Regions from separate parts of the Mus musculus genome. Here region 1 is linked to region 2. A link is a contact called in public HiChIP or PLAC-seq data. All regions are on one chromosome and are shown on one strand. The core of a region is the stretch at or near the end of the contact, and the rest is flanking DNA. Distances in the headings are between cores, read along the strand shown.

Region 1 (4,423 bases), core at 199-2,698, 400 kb before region 2:
GCCTCCCCAGCCGGGTGGGCACCTGTCCTCCGGTCCGGAAGGTGGCCGGCTGTCCCCAGCCCACACAGGGTGCTGCCTCAGCGCCTCTGTGCTTCTGCCTGTTCCAGAAGCTGTCAGGTTCTCTGGCGCACCCTCTCACCTGTTCAGACTAATTTCCTAAGTTCGGCGGGTCCCGGACCAAGATTGTGACCGCTGCTGCTGTGGCTTAGGTCGCCTCCCCAGCCGGGCGGGCACCTGTCCTCCGGTCCGGAAGGTGGCCGGCTGTCCCCGGCCCACACAGGGTGCTGCCTCAGCCCCTCTGTGCTTCTGCCTGTTCCAGAGGCTGTCAGGTTCTCTGGCGCACCCTCTCACCTGTTCAGACTAATTTCCTAAGTTCGGCGGGTCCCGGACCAAGATGGCGACCGCTGCTGCTGTGGCTTAGGCCGCCTCCCCAGCTGGGTGGGCACCTGTCCTCCGGTCCGGAAGGTGGCCGGCTGTCCCCGGCCCACACAGGGTGCTGCCTCAGCGCCTCTGTGCTTCTGCCTGTTCCAGAAGCTGTCAGGTTCTCTGGCGCACCCTCTCACCTGTTCAGACTAATTTCCTAAGTTCGGCGGGTCCCGGACCAAGATGGCGACCGCTGCTGCTGTGGCTTAGGCCGCCTCCCCAGCTGGGTGGGCACCTGTCCTCCGGTCCGGAAGGTGGCCGGCTGTCCCCGGCCCACACAGGGTGCTGCCTCAGCCCCTCTGTGCTTCTGCCTGTTCCAGAGGCTGTCAGGTTCTCTGGCGCACCCTCTCACCTGTTCAGACTAATTTCCTAAGTTCGGCAGGTCCCGGACCAAGATGGCGACCGCTCTAAATAAGTAAATTAAAAGTACATTGTGCAAAACTTTCAAAGAACTACTGAAAAGAAAAAACAAAACAAAACTAAGCCAATGTGTTTATGAATTTGCGCTTACATATTAAAATCTTAAAGGCCTGGAAGTGCTTCCTGTGAATGTAAAAGTAGTACTTATTAGAGTTGACTGGAGGCATATGCGAAACAAGGGGGATATGGAGGGGATGTGAAAATGAATTCAGCATGCTGCATCTTTCACTGAATAACACGGCTATTCTCACACTTACTAAGTTATGTGTATGTCTTTGAAATTTCTGTATGTACATTTCAGCTGAAGAGGACAGAAACCCACTCTTCTGGGACTTTGAATCAAACGAAAAGAGAATAGAAAGATCTCTCTTGTCGTGAGAACGTTCTCAAATGTCTTGGATATTTAAAATAGAGATGTGACTATTCAAAAGCGCCCGCCCGACTCTTCGTTTTTGACACAAGAAGAATGTGTTGCAGCTCACCGGTTGTGGAGACTGGTTTTCTTAGTGGGAATGTGAGCAGGAGCGCCAGTCATGCCTTGTCTCTTTGTTCCTTTTACCATGGTAATGAGCTCTTGGGAGGCACTCGAAGCTTACAGTAGATTACACTTGAAGGAATATTATTCAAGAAGATGTAAGGCAGGAGGGCTATTTAAAAGGGAGTGCTCGCATGCCCAGGAAGCCTGCAATCATTCTCAGCAGATAGCTGATTATTTTGGCTAGAATGTCTGACAGCCACATTTTTACCAAAGTTGCGCGGTAAAGATAGACTTCAAGCCTGACAAAGAACAGCGAGTGGTAGAGAAACAGTTAACTTTAGAGCTTTTATGATTACTTTAATATTGCCAGGAAGCACATGAAAGCCTCCGTGAGCTCACTAGATATTCTGACAAGAAAAGTCATGCTTTCATTGATGGAAATTACAAGTCTTTCATCGGGGGGCGGGGGGTGGGGAGGAAGGTGAGTGCACAAGGCAAGATAATACAATTGATTTTCATTTCAAATGCGCTGGGACTCTGTATCATTTTCCTGGTTACAAAGATATGTGGTCATGATTGTAATGAGCCAGCAGAGTACACAATACTAGTAGAAGAAAATGTGAATAATCTGGCCACAAGTAGGTCCCTTGGTGAGTGCTAAACTCTACAGAAACTGTCTCTAGGGTGATACAACCCTGTCACTGCTGTGACACTGGCTTTGTTTTTATGTTTCGTAAATTTCCCACAGGGAAATTTAAATCTTAGGACTTAATGATGCTTTTAATAAGTAATTATTTACAAAGCATGTTTCATGCTTGTATCACGGGATAGTGAGCTTGGCCTAAAACAGAGAGAAAGTAAAGGCCAATTTCAAAGTAGGTGACAGTAGACAACATACCCAGCTACATGTATTGTAGTCACTTTCCATTAAACATGAGGAATAAGCTATGGATGTAAGTCAGGGTTCTAATCTCAAATCCTGGGACCTGTATCCATCGCTGTCAATCAGCAATCCTTTATGGCTTGTATTCACTTGTTTTCATCATGCATTGTATGTCTTTATTCTCTAAATCTTCCCTTCAGGATCTGTACATGCTTTCTCGCTAGTCATTTTTTTAAAAGGTTATCTGCTATTTAAATGAATGATTTAAATCAATGAGTTCCTATGAGTCTTAAATGAAGATCAACCTTTCAGGTGTTGTATGTGTACGTACAGACTTGTATATGTGAAGGCACACACATTTGTGAGTGTGTGCATGGAGGGCAGGGGTCTAATCTGAATGCCTCCCCCTCTCTCTGCCTTATATTTAGACACCACACCGCTTCACTAAAGCAAGAGCTCATAAGTTTGGTGACACAGGTGGGTAAGTGAACCCTGGAGCTCTCCTTGCCTTTTCGTTACGACTGTGGTGTTAGAGACTCGCGTGTTTCACCAGCCACTGTCTCATAGCTTAACCTACCCAGTAGATCTGCAGAACTTTCAGTTAGGTTAACCCTGTCCTTAAGTTTCCTCAGTAGGTTTCTACTTTAATCAATGTATTTGCCATGTACAAAAGGTTGAGGTCATGTTTTAAAGTGCACTAATTCATATTTCATACTTTTTAAAATCACAGTTTATGCTTTAATTTTTGTGTTTCTATATAGTAATTATGAATATCTCTGGCATTTCCCCCTTTATTTCTGTGGCTCACATAGGCAATACTATTTGGGCCAGAAGAGATGCCTTGGTAGTTAAGAGGGATTACTTCTCTGGTAGAAGATCTTTGAATTTGGTTCCCTACCCACATCAGGCAGTTCACAACCACCTATAACACTGGTCCCAAGGGAATTAGAAGCTTCTGGCCTTTATGGGCACTTGAACTCATGTGTATACCCCTCACATACATAACTAATAATTTTAGTTATTATTATTTTTAAATAGACAATATTATAGCTCCAGCATATCCCACTAACCTCAGATGATCTCATTGCTTATTATTTATCCATGAACTTATACTATCTTATGGCCAATTCTTTTCAATATTTCTTATATAGGTCTTTAGACAAATTAATATGATGTAACATACATGTTTAAGTGTAATAAAATTGGCCTGAATCTGCCTGGTGTATTACTACTACATGCCTTTGTTAATGCAGTAATTATTTATGGATTACTACCTGGCATCATGAATTTGAATGGTGAGAGGAGAAAGGGTACTGGAAGTCAAATGTCTATTAAACAATTCGATTATTTCACAAACTATTGAAAACTGTGAATATAAGAATCTGGTCTCTTGCTATAGTCATTATCCCACGATGGCTTTGGGCCAGGTAGCCAATAAGTCTGCACGAGGACTCTGAATAAGGAGTATAATCCACAGGCTCACGTGTTTCAAGGAAAGGGGATACAATACGTTTTCAGGCAAATTTAAAACTATTAGTGTTATATACTTAACATTTGCTCTTTAATTAAAAGCAAACTAAGAGAAATGAATGCTATTAAAATATGTTAGGTTATTAAAACACGATTCTCATTATTTGCTTAGCTTTGATTTCATGGTTAGACTTACCATAGTATCTGCATGAATTCAGTGTTTATAAAAGCTGGGCAATTGAACAGTTGCTAGGGCTCAAATCTATGGGAACACTCTAAATGGCTATGTGAACAGTGAAGAAAAAATATAATAGATGAAATCTTATAACCCCAGTCTCAGGACCTATATAGTTTCATTTCCCAATTAGCTGGAGACAGTGCCTGTTCCTCATGACAGTGCCATAGGGAGCCTTTCATCCGCCACACAAACTTTGATACTGGCTGAGATTATAGCCAACACTGAAAGAAAGTAATCAATATGCAGGCAGAACATACATTTTAAAAATATGATCTCAGCTGATGCGATCACTCTCTAGAGAGCTTTATAAGAGAACAAAGAGAAGAGTTCTTAGCATTCAGAGACAAAGTTCACTTTCTCTAGGCTGACCCTGTCTGCACACAGGTTTTGCTTTTAATGCCTCTCACAGGATGAGCATCCACAAGTCACAGAAAGGCAGCGGATGCAACAATCCGTGTGTTTCTGGTCACTGCATGATTAGACACTGTGAGGGTCTACTGTGAGAACCACA
Region 2 (4,476 bases), core at 1,578-4,077:
GGGTACTTTTCTTTTCTAAACAGGAACAATTTCATCACATAGATTTCATCATAATCATCAGGATAAAATAATGTGTAAAAAGTACTAAGACCAGGCATTAAACTGGAGAAAGACAACAGACACGGTACTGAGACCTTATGGGAGAGAAGCCCTGTGTCCAGCATTCAGAGATAAACAACCTCAAACAGAAACAGTACCATGGAAAGAGATTATACCAGGAGGGAGAGGAATCCAAACACTTCAAAGTTTTCTTGAGGAAATTATGATGTGTCTTTTCTCACTAATGGAAGAAGCAGATCTTCTAACTTAAAGTGCCTATTATATATAAAAACAGAGACAGGAAAATATAATAAAAGAAGTCAAAGCTTAAAGGAATTGAAATTGTGCTGTTTGGATTAAACACAATGAATCAACAGTAACTCGGCCTTCGCATGGAATATGGTATATATAGCAGAGGAATTAAGCTTTGGAGATGAAAATTAATTTCCAATTACTGATGTGTAAAAATTCCAGGAGACAAAAGAAACTTACGTGAAAGCTAACAACCGGAAGGGCCATAGCAAACAAATGGACAGTGTAGTTAAGGGACTCTAAGAACCCATTTCCAAGAGTTTTCACTGATCTGTACCTTTTTAACTGTGACATTTAATAAGAAAACACGAAACAATGCAACCTAACTTTATATGTTCCATGACTGAAAACTAACAGACTATCTAGAGTAACTTAATTGTGTAATAATATATGTGTAGGCTTATATTGTAACACTTCTTTTAAGAAGAGAAAACACTGAGGCATATTAAAAAAAAGTCCTTCAGTTTTAAAGAAAAGAAAAAAACAGAGAAAAGTCATTACAATATGACAATTAGCATGAACTCAAGCTATACCTTCGGTTCCAGGAAGGTAATTAAATTACTGTTTCATGTAAAGTCCCTCTGCCCCCATGTCTAGTAAATTCACTACATAACTGAGAAGTAATTCAATTTATACTGACATCTTTATAGAGCAATTAAGTCATTGTTTGACCTACATAAGCCAAGGAGAATGCTGCCTTGTCAGAGCTAGCATTTACACTGCAGGGAATTTAATCAAAATATCCCGAATTAGCCATGGTCGACAGGAGTCTATTCTCTGGTCTTTCTGATTGTTGATTGCCAGGCTACTGATTTGCTTCCTTTAGCATATACTAGTGAAGTCTAAACATGATGCTGTTGTTTAATTTACAAGAAAGTTAAAATCAAACCTATGTACTTTATTGGCAAAACTCAATTGCCCCAAAAGATCCGAAGATATTATGATTTTGACACTTGTGAAGCTTTAGAAGGTGTGATTGCAGTGGGACACATTTTCAGATCAAAGGCTTAGTATACACTTCACTTTTCAAGATGAAGCCATTGTCCTCAAAGCTCCTTGTTCTGTAGACTTGTCACTCTATGCGCCATCAATCATGATGGTGATTATGACACTGCTCTTTGCTTTTGGAGGCAGGTAGCTGGACCATTAAGGAGCCTGGATAGAGGATATGGAGAAGAGTGTGAAATGTAGGCTGCCTGGGGGGTCGGGGGGGGGGGAGAAGAATGGGAGGGCCCCAAGCTGATGCACTCACTGACAAATTGTGCAACTTGTCTGGACAAAAGAAAGAATGGAACTAAGTAGTTTTACTCAGTGGCCTCAGTTCCAACCAGGACATTTTGCTCAGAACTAAGACTCCGTGTGTGTGTTTGTGTGTGTGTATGTGTGTTTGTGAGTGAGTGTGTATGCTATTTCCACCTCTCTGATATTCTTGTAGTATTGAGTACAGTCTGTTGTCCAGGTATTTCTTAAAGAATTTAGATATAGCATTATTCTGTTAAAGCTTTTTGCAAAAATTAAACATTAGAAGATGAGCTATGGTTTATGAACCCATTGTAAGTTTTGTTTGTACACTACAATATTTTTCTTTTGTCATTTTTACTTACATGTCATATCTTTGGCTAAATATTAGGGTCCACAATCTACATGACTCATTTAAATGGATTAGAAGAATCCCCTATCTTTCACCCCCTCTGTGTGTGTGTGTGTGTGTGTGTGTGAGAGAGAGAGAGAGAGAGAGAGAGAGAGAGACAGAGAGACAGAGAGACAGAGAGACAGAGAGAGACAGAGAGACAGAGAGACAGAGAGACAGAGACAGAGAGAAATAGAGACAGACAGAAAAACAGACAGAAACATAGACAGACACACAGACATCAGACTGTGTATGATATAAAGAACCTATAATGATTTTTAATTCAGTGGTTGAAGTCCTTTGTCTTCTACATAAATACTTCTCAGCACTAGATATAAATTCAAACAAAGAAACTAAAATGAATGCATCATTATATATGCAGTTTAATATTACAGATGACACACTCACTGGATTTTTATTGAATCTAAAGAAAAGAATCTCATCATGTCTACATTTTTTAATGTACCCCCTCTGTAAAACAAGTGTTTTACTATTTGACAAAATTCTAAGGACTGGACCTATACACTTTACAATATTTCCACATCGAATGTTGCAAAGACATGAATCTATGAAGCTCAAATAAATGTTTGGCCAATGTTATGCTTTCAATTTTAAAATAGGTTTGATTTGGAGAGGTTGATCTGGCCAATAAAACACAAATTTCCACAAGCCTTCTGTGCTGAGTTTCTTTTCTTAACAGAGCCTGAAGTGGGCAGACTTCATGGCTCATAGCAGCATGCATGCAGTCAACACAAGAGCCTGAAAAATCGTCCAAAGCAGCCCTCATGTATTATTAAAGCCAGCCCAGCTTCCTGCACTGCTGAACAATGCTGAGTGTCCTCTACCAACAAATTCAATCCGCAGGCTGTCTGAATGTTCGCCAAGGCTCTGCATTGCCTGCACATGGCAGATATAATTGGTAAAATGAATGAAGAATTTCCTATTCTTACTAGGCAGTAGTCCAGATAGGAGATAAGAATAACTTCAATAGCTGAGCTAGCATGTGAAAAGGGCTCTGCTTTTCATATAACACTTATTGTGAAGATGCAAATTTCCCCTCAACCAGCAAGGCTCTCTGTGGCTGTTCACACACATTCCTTTAACTGTTAAGAGTTTGTGTCTTCAGTGGCTTATTTTTTGAGTTTTTTTTTCAAATTCCATTTGAGATAGTCTAATAACCTCTTGGAATTTTCCAATCATATAGATGGACAAATATTTACAAAATATCATTAGTGCTATATTATTTACACACGCAAAATGATATATAAAAAAACTTAGATTCAGTGCTCACTGGAATGATGCCCAGCTTAATGAAAGTTAATACAGTTATTGCCTTGAAATGTTTTAAGTGTGGAATGTTCCCTCTAAAGGATGTGTAAAATTTTATAAATCATCTCTGGCTAAGAGGTATGTAATTTTTTTTTTTAGAACTTCAAACGTGAGAAATTGTATGAAAATTACTCCTCTTCTCTTTCAACCTCTTGTGTCTCCTACCAAATTAATAATTCCTTCTTTAAATATTATTACATGTTAGCCATAATGATACATCAAACACACACACACACACACACACACACACATACACACACGTGAGTCTATTTCGTGTCACTGTTAGGTACATGTGTTCAGGATTCCCACTTGGAATAGATAAGGCAACCTCTGGGCCAACTCATCCCTACAGGAAGCTGTTGGTCTTTTCTCAGAAACCATTAATTTATACATGATTAATTGATGAGTGTAGCACTTAATACTCTTCCAAAGTCTTCCTTTTGCCAAAGGTGGAGACTATTCCAGAGATACAAAACTGGTCAGAATAAGTGACTGTGGAGTGGCCAACACCAAGTGACACATTTCCAAAAACAAGTTTGACATCTAGGCCTGACAAGAACCCAAGGAGTTGAAGGAGTTTGCAGCCCAGTAGGAGGAACTTCAAACGTGAACAAAACAGTACCCCCAGAACTCCCTGGGACTAAACAACCTACCAAAGAAAACACATGGTGGAACTCATGGCTGCAGCTCCATATGTAGCAGAGGATGGTCTAGTTGGTCATCAATAAGGTATGAAGGCTCTATTCCCAAGTACAGGAGAATGCCAGGGCCAGGAAGCAGGAGTGGGTGGGTTGATGAGCAGGGAGAGGAGGGAAGCAATGGGGGGTGTTTCGGAGGGGAAACTAGGAAAGGGGATAACATTTGAAATGTAAATAAAATTATGTAATAATAATAATAAAAGAAGCATAAAGTTTATAACAGCCAGATACTCTGGATGTTTGCTGCCAGAGATTGTCTGCTGGGTAAGGTATGCAGCCATTTTAGAAAGAATTTTACTGATGTGGTCATATACATCCAGGTGTAATCTTGGTTTAATATATATTGTGTTATATATGCCACTGCATGTGACACAGTCTAAAATAATCACCCCCTGTCCTGCACGTGACTTTCTGTCCAAAGTGTGCTAGGATATGAGTTTCCTTCTAGAATTGGCCAATTCAGTCAGA

Evidence for each region. HiChIP or PLAC-seq counts read pairs in DNA pulled down with a chosen protein or histone mark.
Region 1: a contact with region 2 is called in an H3K4me3 HiChIP or PLAC-seq map of embryonic basal ganglia, with 6 times the contacts expected there. The contact joins two enhancer-like sites. A contact is called at or near these places in 15 of 484 Hi-C or Micro-C datasets (the AML12 cell line, cerebellar granule neurons, cerebellum and 11 more) and 1 of 115 datasets of contacts at active chromatin or transcription factors (embryonic basal ganglia).

The regions. Positions count from the first base shown.
Region 1 is chr16:72,620,071-72,624,493 of GRCm38.p6, reverse strand. It overlaps a transcript of Robo1 not described here. Among named protein-coding and RNA genes, the nearest start is that of Gm29908, 41 kb to the left of the region's middle. Within about 2 kb of position 1,448, at least 6 of the 459 cell types and tissues checked have an H3K27ac peak or open chromatin away from gene starts, as enhancers often do. A contact at or near this core is called in embryonic basal ganglia, where this site is marked.
Region 2 is chr16:72,220,647-72,225,122 of GRCm38.p6, reverse strand. It overlaps a transcript of Robo1 not described here. Among named protein-coding and RNA genes, the nearest start is that of 8030451O07Rik, 11 kb to the left of the region's middle. Within about 2 kb of position 2,827, at least 26 of the 459 cell types and tissues checked have an H3K27ac peak or open chromatin away from gene starts, as enhancers often do. A contact at or near this core is called in embryonic basal ganglia, where this site is marked.